2 separate regions of the Mus musculus genome follow, and region 1 is linked to region 2. Evidence: chromatin contacts called from public ChIA-PET data. All regions are on one chromosome and are shown on one strand. The core of a region is the stretch at or near the end of the contact, and the rest is flanking DNA. Distances in the headings are between cores, read along the strand shown.

What was found. ChIA-PET counts read pairs in DNA pulled down with a chosen protein or histone mark.
Region 1: a contact with region 2 is called in an RNA polymerase II ChIA-PET map of effector CD8 T cells, with 29 read pairs. The contact joins two enhancer-like sites. A contact is called at or near these places in 5 of 39 promoter capture datasets (cranial neural crest, embryonic stem cells, liver and 1 more), 19 of 484 Hi-C or Micro-C datasets (CD4 T cells, the P5424 cell line, brain and 11 more), 9 of 115 datasets of contacts at active chromatin or transcription factors (the SCID.adh cell line, T-cell acute lymphoblastic leukemia, bone marrow-derived dendritic cells and 5 more) and 2 of 9 other capture datasets (adipose tissue and liver).

Annotation. Positions count from the first base shown.
Region 1 is chr6:83,265,751-83,269,863 of GRCm38.p6, forward strand. Slc4a5 (solute carrier family 4, sodium bicarbonate cotransporter, member 5) reads left to right here. Exons shown (of 25, transcript NM_001166067.1): 8 at 1-10; 9 at 1,656-1,810; 10 at 2,444-2,632. Among named protein-coding and RNA genes, the nearest start is that of Slc4a5, 30 kb to the left of the region's middle. Within about 2 kb of position 2,656, at least 306 of the 459 cell types and tissues checked have an H3K27ac peak or open chromatin away from gene starts, as enhancers often do. A contact at or near this core is called in the P5424 cell line, the SCID.adh cell line, T-cell acute lymphoblastic leukemia and 5 more, where this site is marked.
Region 2 is chr6:83,012,109-83,016,561 of GRCm38.p6, forward strand. The region is part of intron 7 of M1ap (meiosis 1 associated protein); the gene reads left to right. The region is part of intron 2 of Gm32644 (a long non-coding RNA gene); the gene reads right to left. Among named protein-coding and RNA genes, the nearest start is that of Gm32644, 8.2 kb to the right of the region's middle. Within about 2 kb of position 1,518, at least 156 of the 459 cell types and tissues checked have an H3K27ac peak or open chromatin away from gene starts, as enhancers often do. A contact at or near this core is called in the P5424 cell line, the SCID.adh cell line, T-cell acute lymphoblastic leukemia and 5 more, where this site is marked.

The DNA of each region.
Region 1 (4,113 bases), core at 1,406-3,905, 250 kb after region 2:
GGTGGATGATGTAAGTAAAGATATGAAGCACACACTCCTTTGTGAGTGGTAATGGCTGTTGCACTGGCACAGCCTCCCCCACTCCCTGTCATCACCAATTATCTAACAAGCACCTCTGAGCCCCTGCTGTGCACCAGGGAACTCAGGATTATAAGATTCCGAGAATAGAACCAGACCCTCTCTAATTTAGAAGCACTATCCAGAAAGGGGGACAGATCTGCAATAATGAGATGATTAAAAAAAAAATAGAATTAACCATGTGCTGTCTGCCTGGGGAGCCAGGGCAGGCTCTGCAGATAGAAAACTAAGTGAACAGAAGGCAGGTAGACTGGCATGGCCCTGAGATGCTAGCCTTCTGGAAGCTAATGGAAGTTCAGTAGTGTAAGCTCAAAGTGTGCACTCCCCCAAGGGCCAGGGCAGTGACCTGAGCCAGAGGCCATACACACCCTGGGACAGGCAGGAGCCTAAGGGTCCTGTTCTGTCCCCAGATCATTGGGGAGCTGGAGGTCTTTAAGCACATGAATGACCCCACCAAATCTGCAAGTCTTTTTGTAGCCTGACCTGCTCCAGGGTAAAAGTATGGGCAGTAATGAATGGATTTGAAAACTGGACTCAAACTGGGCTCTGTAGAGGTTTTCTTGTGTGCTTGCTCTGTGGAAAACAGAAATGAAGAAGATGGGGGAACTCAGCAGACGTCCTACAGTAGTCTTAGCTGGGGTCGGCATCTAGGATGAGCGTGCCCAGGTTCCTTGGCCCTTGCTCAAAGACTTGGTATACAGCCACACAAAGATTTGCAGAAGCAGTAGGGGGACTTGATTCAAAGCAAAGAGACAGAACAGGTCAGGTACAGTCAAGAGTGACTGTGGGCCACATGAGTGAGGGTACCCAGAGACCCCAACTATTGTTTGGGGTTTGTTTTATGGGGTTCAGAGGAAGGTGGAGTGTTAGTATGGGTGGTTCTCTAAATGACAGACTAAATTATATGACCATCTTTCTGTTGTGAATGTCCCTTCCCATCACACATCTGATTTTGATCATATGTATACCTAATTTTGCATAGGTATAAGAAGTTTGATTTATTATAAAAACCTAGCTCAGGACGTCCCTAGTTTCTTATCCAGACACAAGGAGAGTATCATTGAGTAGAATTTATCTATGTTTGATGGTTGTTAAGGGGAGGAGACAGTTCCATTGTTCAGAGTGGAGTGTGTGTACAGCTCAGTGCAGGTGAGGGCCCTAGGTTGCTAATAAATTGCTAGGTATATGTGCAGAAAGGCATATGTGTACATAGTATAGTATAAAGGTTCTAGGCTGCTAAATGCACTATTAGAAGAGGTGAATGTAGGTAGCCCACATTAAGAGGAGTCCCAGGTTGGTAAGCTATTCCCTATGCTTGCTTGTCTCTAATGTATCTCGGAGGCATAGGTTTCTGATCTCAGATGACCGCCTGCTCTTGGAACTGGCTCTTTCCTATTGTTCCCTATTTCCCTTACTGTCCTTTGTCCTTATCCACCCACTGGAACCAAGTGGGCATCCTGAGAAATGGCTAGAATTGGTTCCTTTAAAGATAGCTGTGATGTGCTCACTCCCAGGAGGGGAGGACTGAGCCCTCTTTTCTCCTTTCTGCTTTTTTATCCTTCTCCATTCCTCACCAGCTATTCAGCGATGTGGCTTATAAAGCTCGGAACCGAGAAGATCTGATCGCAGGGATTGATGAATTTCTAGACGAGGTCATTGTCCTTCCCCCTGGAGAGTGGGACCCAAACATCAGAATTGAGCCACCCAAGAAAGTTCCCTCAGCTGACAAGAGGTGTGTGTTCGGGATAAGAGCAGCAGAGGGTACTCCACATCCGGCATTTTCTTCTCCCTGTAGCAAATCAGAAGCCAACACGGCCACTTATGAACAGCTCTAAAGTCAGGAGTGGGGACTGTGTAGGGGGATGCATATTACTGAATCATTTTCTGTCTTTCTGTGGTATGTGCAATGTGCGTTCACGTCTGAATATGTGTGGGTGCATATGTAGAGGCCCTGACGGTGGCACCAGGGAATTTTTCTTTGCTCTCCACCTTATTCACTGAGGCAGAATCTCTCAGTGAACCCAATGCTGCAGACAGATTTAGATAGTCTTGTTCTAGCTTGTTCTGGGGTTCCCCTGTGTTGGAATTCCAAGTGGCTGCCTTGTCCACCTGATCATCAAATGGCTTCTAGGAACCCAGCTCTTGCCCTCTTGTTTGTGTGGCAAATGCTTTAAACAGCTGAGCTCTCTCCCCACCCCCATCTTCATTCCCCCCCCCCCCCCCCCCCCCCCCCCCGCTTTTCAAGATAGTAGATAGTAGGTTGGGTTGTTTGTTTGTTTTTTGAGGGGGAAGGGGACAGTCCTGAGGGACTGGGCTCTTCCCAGCATTGAGAGCCCTGCTCTGCCCCATCTGCCTTCTCTTTCAGGAAATCTGTGTTCTCTCTGGCAGAGCCGGGCCAGATGAATGGCTCTGTGGGCGGAGGCGGAGCCTCGGCTGGAGGAGGCGGCAGTGGCGGAGGGGCTGGAGGCAGCGGGGCTGGCGGAGTGGGCAGTGGCGACGAAGCTGAGATGCCAGCTATGCACGAAATCGGGGAGGAGCTGATCTGGACCGGAAGGTGCCCGCTCCACACCTGGCAGAGAGCCTGCTGTCCTGAACCCTTCCTTCTTCCGGTCCTGTTAGCGATCCTCTCGCTGCTGTGTGCAGCGCCCCTTAGGGACGGGGATCTGACCACTGCAGTCGTCCCGCACTCTAGTGAATCGTGTGGCTCTGACAGAATTGTGTGGGGTGAGATGAACAGAAGGATCCCACCCGTGAGGAAGGAACCGAAACATTTCTCTAGGCATTCTTTAGTAATTGTATCCTATAGCGGCAGAAACAACGTATCACAAGCAAGGTAGTGTAAAATTACTGACGTCCATTTTCACATGAGTGTGAGATCAGAAGGTTAAAATGGAGATGTCACCAGGGAGCAGAGCCTTTGTGGATCCTACCTCTAATTCCTGGCACTGGAAAGACTGAGGCAGGAGGATTGTTGCAAGTTCCAGGCCAGCCTGTGTTATATAGTGTGAGGCCCTATCTCAACCCTACTCCTTAAATAAAGATGCCAGCAGTGCACCACTGCCTTTGAGCCTCTAGGAACGTCCTTCCTCTCCTTGAAAGACAGCCAGGAGTCTCATAGCACTCCTTGATTTGGCTGTTGTGTCACCTCAGTTTTTGTGTATAAATTTCCATGGCCTTGTCCCTGTGTGATATCTTTGGATAGTATTGCCTGGTTTCTATAATGGCTGGATCAAAGCATTCTTAATGAGTTCATTGTAACTTAATTACATCCTCTCTGCCTCCCTCTCCCGCCCCTTTGTGGTCTCAAGTAACCCAGGTTGACTTCAAGCTTGCTATAGCTAAGGATGATTTTAAATTGATGGTGCCCCCGCCCCTTCCTCTCCAGTGCTGAATTCACAGGCACCACCATGCTTGTCTTATAAACCAGGGCTTCATGCCTACCAGGCAAACATTACCAACTGAGCTTCATTCTCAACCCAGAGACTTTCTAAGTAAAACCATATTCACAAGTATACCAGAGGTTGGAGATTTAATGTATCTTTTAAAAAGAAGCAAGATCTTGAAATCTTAATTTTTTTTTTAAAGCTTCATTTTTCTTTCTTCTGGGGAACAAGAAAAAACTTTCCTGGCCTGAGTTCCCTGGCTGCTCTTGGAGTCACCTAGGTTGACCTAGGTTTAGGGAAGTCCAGAGAAGTACAAGGCTCTGTGCAACCGAAGCCGTTGGGAATGAAGCTGTGTGCTGAGTCTTTCTCGCTGTGATAAGATTCTCTGACAAAAGCAACTGAAGGGAGAAAGGTTCGAAGTTTAAGTAACAGCAGCTCATGCTGGGAAAGTCAAAGTGCAGGAGTTGGAGGGAACTGGTTACATTGTATCCACAGATACATTGTATCAAGACACGAGAGCATTAAGCTCTGGCTCATTTTTTTCCCCAGTCTCTCTCTCTCTCTCTCTCTCTCTCTCTCTCTCTCTCTCTCTCTCTCTCTCTCTCTCTCTCTCTCTCTCTTTTCGAGGCAGGGTTTCTCTGTGTAGCCCTCC
Region 2 (4,453 bases), core at 268-2,767:
TCTCCCCTTCTCAGCCTGGCTTAAGCATGGCAGTAAGTCTGCCATCTACAGCTTCAAAATACTGTGTGTCTTCGGCAGTTCAGTGATAGGGAACTTGCCTGGTGTGTGCATGAAGCCGTAGGTTTGATCTCTAGCAACACACACACACACACACACACACACACACACACACCTATATTTGAATACAGACACACAGTCTATATTCAAGGCTTACCATTATTCTCTTCACATACCGTACCATACCCTACAACCAAATGAGTGGGAAGCATTAGCTTCCCCTCTGTTCATGCTGTCTCTTCTCTTCTCTCCATGTGTTCAAATCCTGCCCTAACCTGAAAGACTCAGCTCAACGGTTTCCTTGGTGAGCCCTTCCCAAATGCCTTTTTTCATCAGACCTTGTATATTTTATTCCTACTTTAGAGAAAAGCATATTTCAAGTCATCATTTTTTTTAAAGTATATGTCCGATGATTTGACTTAAGGACTGAGATGTAAACTTAATTTATTCTAAAATCCAAAATGACACACTTGCCCTTTCCTGCTGTTTCTACCACTTCCCCACTCTCCCAGCCAAGTTCTCGGCTTTAGTTAAATTTTGGCTCAGAAAAGAAATTCCCCCTTAATTACCTCTATTTTTTAATGTGTGTGTGTGTGTGTGTGTGTGTGAGAGAGAGAGAGAGAGAGAGAGAGAGAGAGAGAGAGAGGGAGAGAGAGGGAGGGAGAGGGGGCGGGGGAGGGAGTATGGGAATGGGGGGGTGCGCAGAACACATAAAAGAGCATCAGATGTCCTCTCTCTCTCTCTCTCTCTCTTTCTCTCTCTCTCTCTCTCTCTCTCTTTTCCTTTGAGGAAGGATCTCTTCCTGAACCTGAAATTTGTGAATTCTAGACTAGGTTGGAAGGCAGAAACCATAGTCATGCCCCTGCCTCCATGTCCCTCAGAGTTAAGGACCCTTGTAGGGAAATCAGGCTTGTTGTGTGGGTGCTGGGATCCAAATGCCAGTCCTCAGACTGCATACAGGTGCTTTTGATTGCCGAGCCATCTCTCCTGGCCCTCTTACTTTGGAGTGGCTCAGGCAGTTTGCTAAAATATTCTGATAAAAATATCCCTCTTGCTCAAGAAAAGCCTGTGCTTTGGAACTTGATAGCCCTCAGTCTGCTCCTTTATTGCTTCCTGACTGTGAACTTCAGAAACATAATCACATCTCTAACTATGGTGTATTTGTGTGTTCAGAACCCTAACAAACACAGTGACCTCCTGCGGTCTAGTGCCTACAGGATGACATATTAAAAAACATTATTCAGTGACCCAAAAGAAATTTTTAACTAATTAATTTGTGTTTTCAAAAACACCAGAGAAGAGCCCTCTTATAACTACAATGGCATAGAAATGAATAGACTTTTCTCCTTCACTCAATAATTATCTGTAACCCAGAGATGCTGTCCCTAAGCCCTTTTACACACATGCGTGCACACACAGTCACTCTCACCACATCCTCTGGGCCTGTTCTTTGCCTTCCTCCTCCCACTCAGCCACAGAGTCTACACTGACTTAGCTTCTCTGACATAATTTGCAGCATTGTGAGGTCTTGTGTAAAATATTCAAGGCCAGCGCTAGCAAGGCTTCTGTGAGCGGTCAGCAGGAGAGAAAGAAAGGGAAGAGGCACATCTGAGACACGCTAGCAGCTCTTGTCTCTGTCACATCTAACCGAAACTATAAAAAGTGCCTTGCATATTTTTGAGTGCTTAGAACTACATGTGTAAACCTGGCACATATCTGGCGTGTGGTTTACACAGAGTTGTTGGCTACTACTTTTATAATTTCCATTTGTTTCCTCCTGTTTTCTTTTTTTCCTGTTTTGATTTTTTCAGACAGCGTCTACATAGTCTTGGCCTTCCTGTAATTGCTATATAGACCAGGCTGGCCTCGAACTCACAGTGATCCACCTGCTGCTGCTTCCTGAGCGCTGGGATTAAAGGCATGTCTCATCGTGCCTGGCTCTTATTGTTTCCTTTCAATATCATTACATTGTTTGTGTGTGTGTATGTGTGTCTGTGTGTGTGAGAACTCACTCACAAATGTAAAGATCAGAGGACAACTTACAGGAGTCAGTTCAAGCCTAATGACCAGAATTTGATCCCTGGGACCTCCACAGTGGAGAGAATCTATACTTGCAATCACTCCCACACCCCACCCACCCCCACCTCTCTCCTCTCTCTTTCACACACACACACATACACACAAACACACACAACTCACACAGACACACAAACACACTCACACATACACCCATACAAACAAACACATGCAGTTTTAAGCATTTAAGACTCTTTACGGTTAAGCCTTAATCGGTGCCTTTGTTTTTATTCTTTCTTTTGTCTTTTGGTTTTCAAACTTACAGTCCTACATGACTTTTTTTTTTTAACATAACAATATTTAGTAAAAGCCTCACCTTGTGAATAAGTGTATTATAGAGGCTTCAGTTGGTAGAGAGGGCTCGCCCTTCCCTGCACCAGGCAGATAGAGCACTCGGGTACCGTGCTGAGTCACAGCTGGGCAGCCATCCTGCTACAGCTCAGCCTATCTTCCAGAGCTTTCAGCGACAAGCCTGGTGTGCTGCGTGTCTCTCCTCACCCTAAAAGGTCTCAACCCTGATCATTTCCACCCAAGTCTCCTTAAACACTTAGCTTCTCTCACGAATTTCTGCCTCCAAATCCATTTAACTCTAGTATATCACAAATGTCCTAAGTGGAAAACTGGCTTGAGTCACACCCTACCCCACCAGCAGATCTCTGCCAAAAGATCTGCTTCCTTGTAAACATCTCTTAACAGATAGGAATCCTAGATTCTGAGCTCCACCACTATGACTACCACCATCCCCTCCCACTCAAAGTCAACGTATGCCCTCAGGGAAATGGAGCTAGCCTAATTCCTACCTCTCTCTGGATCTTTCTCCTCTAGAGACTATAATTGTACCATTAAATCTGTACTTCTTTGTCAGTATTCAAGGACCAGCTTTATACATTTCCCATTGTATTCTCTTCACATAACATAGATTCCACACTATCTAGCTTCTCTGACTGTCCTGGGAGGGAGAAGCGGTCTGAGGTGATCTCTAGATGCAGACGTAGTTGTTATCATGAGCTCTCATCCACCTTTGTCACCCGACTACACACACACAGCACAGTCTCTAATTCACCCCAGCCACTCCGTGTTTTCACTGCCAGGTTCATGAGCTTCCGCACAAGTCAGAGTATAGGTGAGTGTGTTTGATATTCCCTCTCCTCCACCTCTTCATTTGCAGCAGCTTTCTGGACAAGACACATGCTGCACTAATCAGATCCTAGCCATTGGTGTCAACCTATCAGGCTCCTCGGCTGTAAAAGTTACATAACCTTTCCATCTACACTTTGCACAATGCTTTAAGCCTTAGTCAAATGCAGTCAGAAGTGTACTTTCCATTCCCTGGTTTTTTGTTTTGTTTTGTTCTGTTCTGTTCTGTTCTGTTCTGAAATTTGCTCCATTTCTGTCTTCCTCAAAGTTTGTTTTATTTGGGTATCTGACTTTCATCAGAAAAGATTTACCCAGTCTTTCTGATCAATAGTATTCTCTGTCTTTATATTATATGATAACAGTTCTTGGAGACAAGAACAAACATCTCTCCATTCTACATAGGAAATTGATGACAGACCAAAGTAGAGACACCACTAAAGTCCAGTTTGGTGAATCAATGAGTTCTATTGGGATTCCTTAGGGGAATATGGGCAAGGGGTTACTTACAGGAACAGAAATGACTCAGAGACAGCTGCATTACCAAAAACCCACACCAGCATGGGCGACGGCTCACAAAGGCCTGAAACCAGGAACACAGTGCATAGCTGCAGGCAGCTGGACAAGAGTAGGCAGGGCAGAGTGTTCTTAACAGGTAACTGACTTGGTCTGTGTCTCCTCCAGGCAGCTTGCTTGTTCTGAGCCTCTTCTAAGCAGCTCTTCTCTCAGAAGTCCTTACAGCTTGTATGTTTGAGGGAAAGGGGCTAGTGAGTCTGGTCAGTTTCAGGGACTTCCTAAAAGCTTTGCTTTGTTTACTTCCTGAGCTTAAGGAACATCTCTGAAGGATGGAGTGTTTCATCTCCCTTAGACCATCCTGTTGTCTCACCTTCTTTCTGACATTCTGTGTCTTCAGGAGTTTCTCTCCAAGATGGAAGGTTTTACTCTCAGAGAAAATCACTACACATCTACCAATCTCATAAATTTCACTCTTAGATTAGTCCAGATCATAATGGTCTGTGTCCTTATAGTACTTTGATGCTTTCATAGCCCTATATCTAAAAATTACTCAATTATTTTTAATGTGGCAAAATAAGTAACTAATAATTAAACATGTCTTAATTAAAAGGGGGGGGGGGCGGACAGAGAACTCACTACATAACCCTAGCTGGCCCAGAACTCACTATGT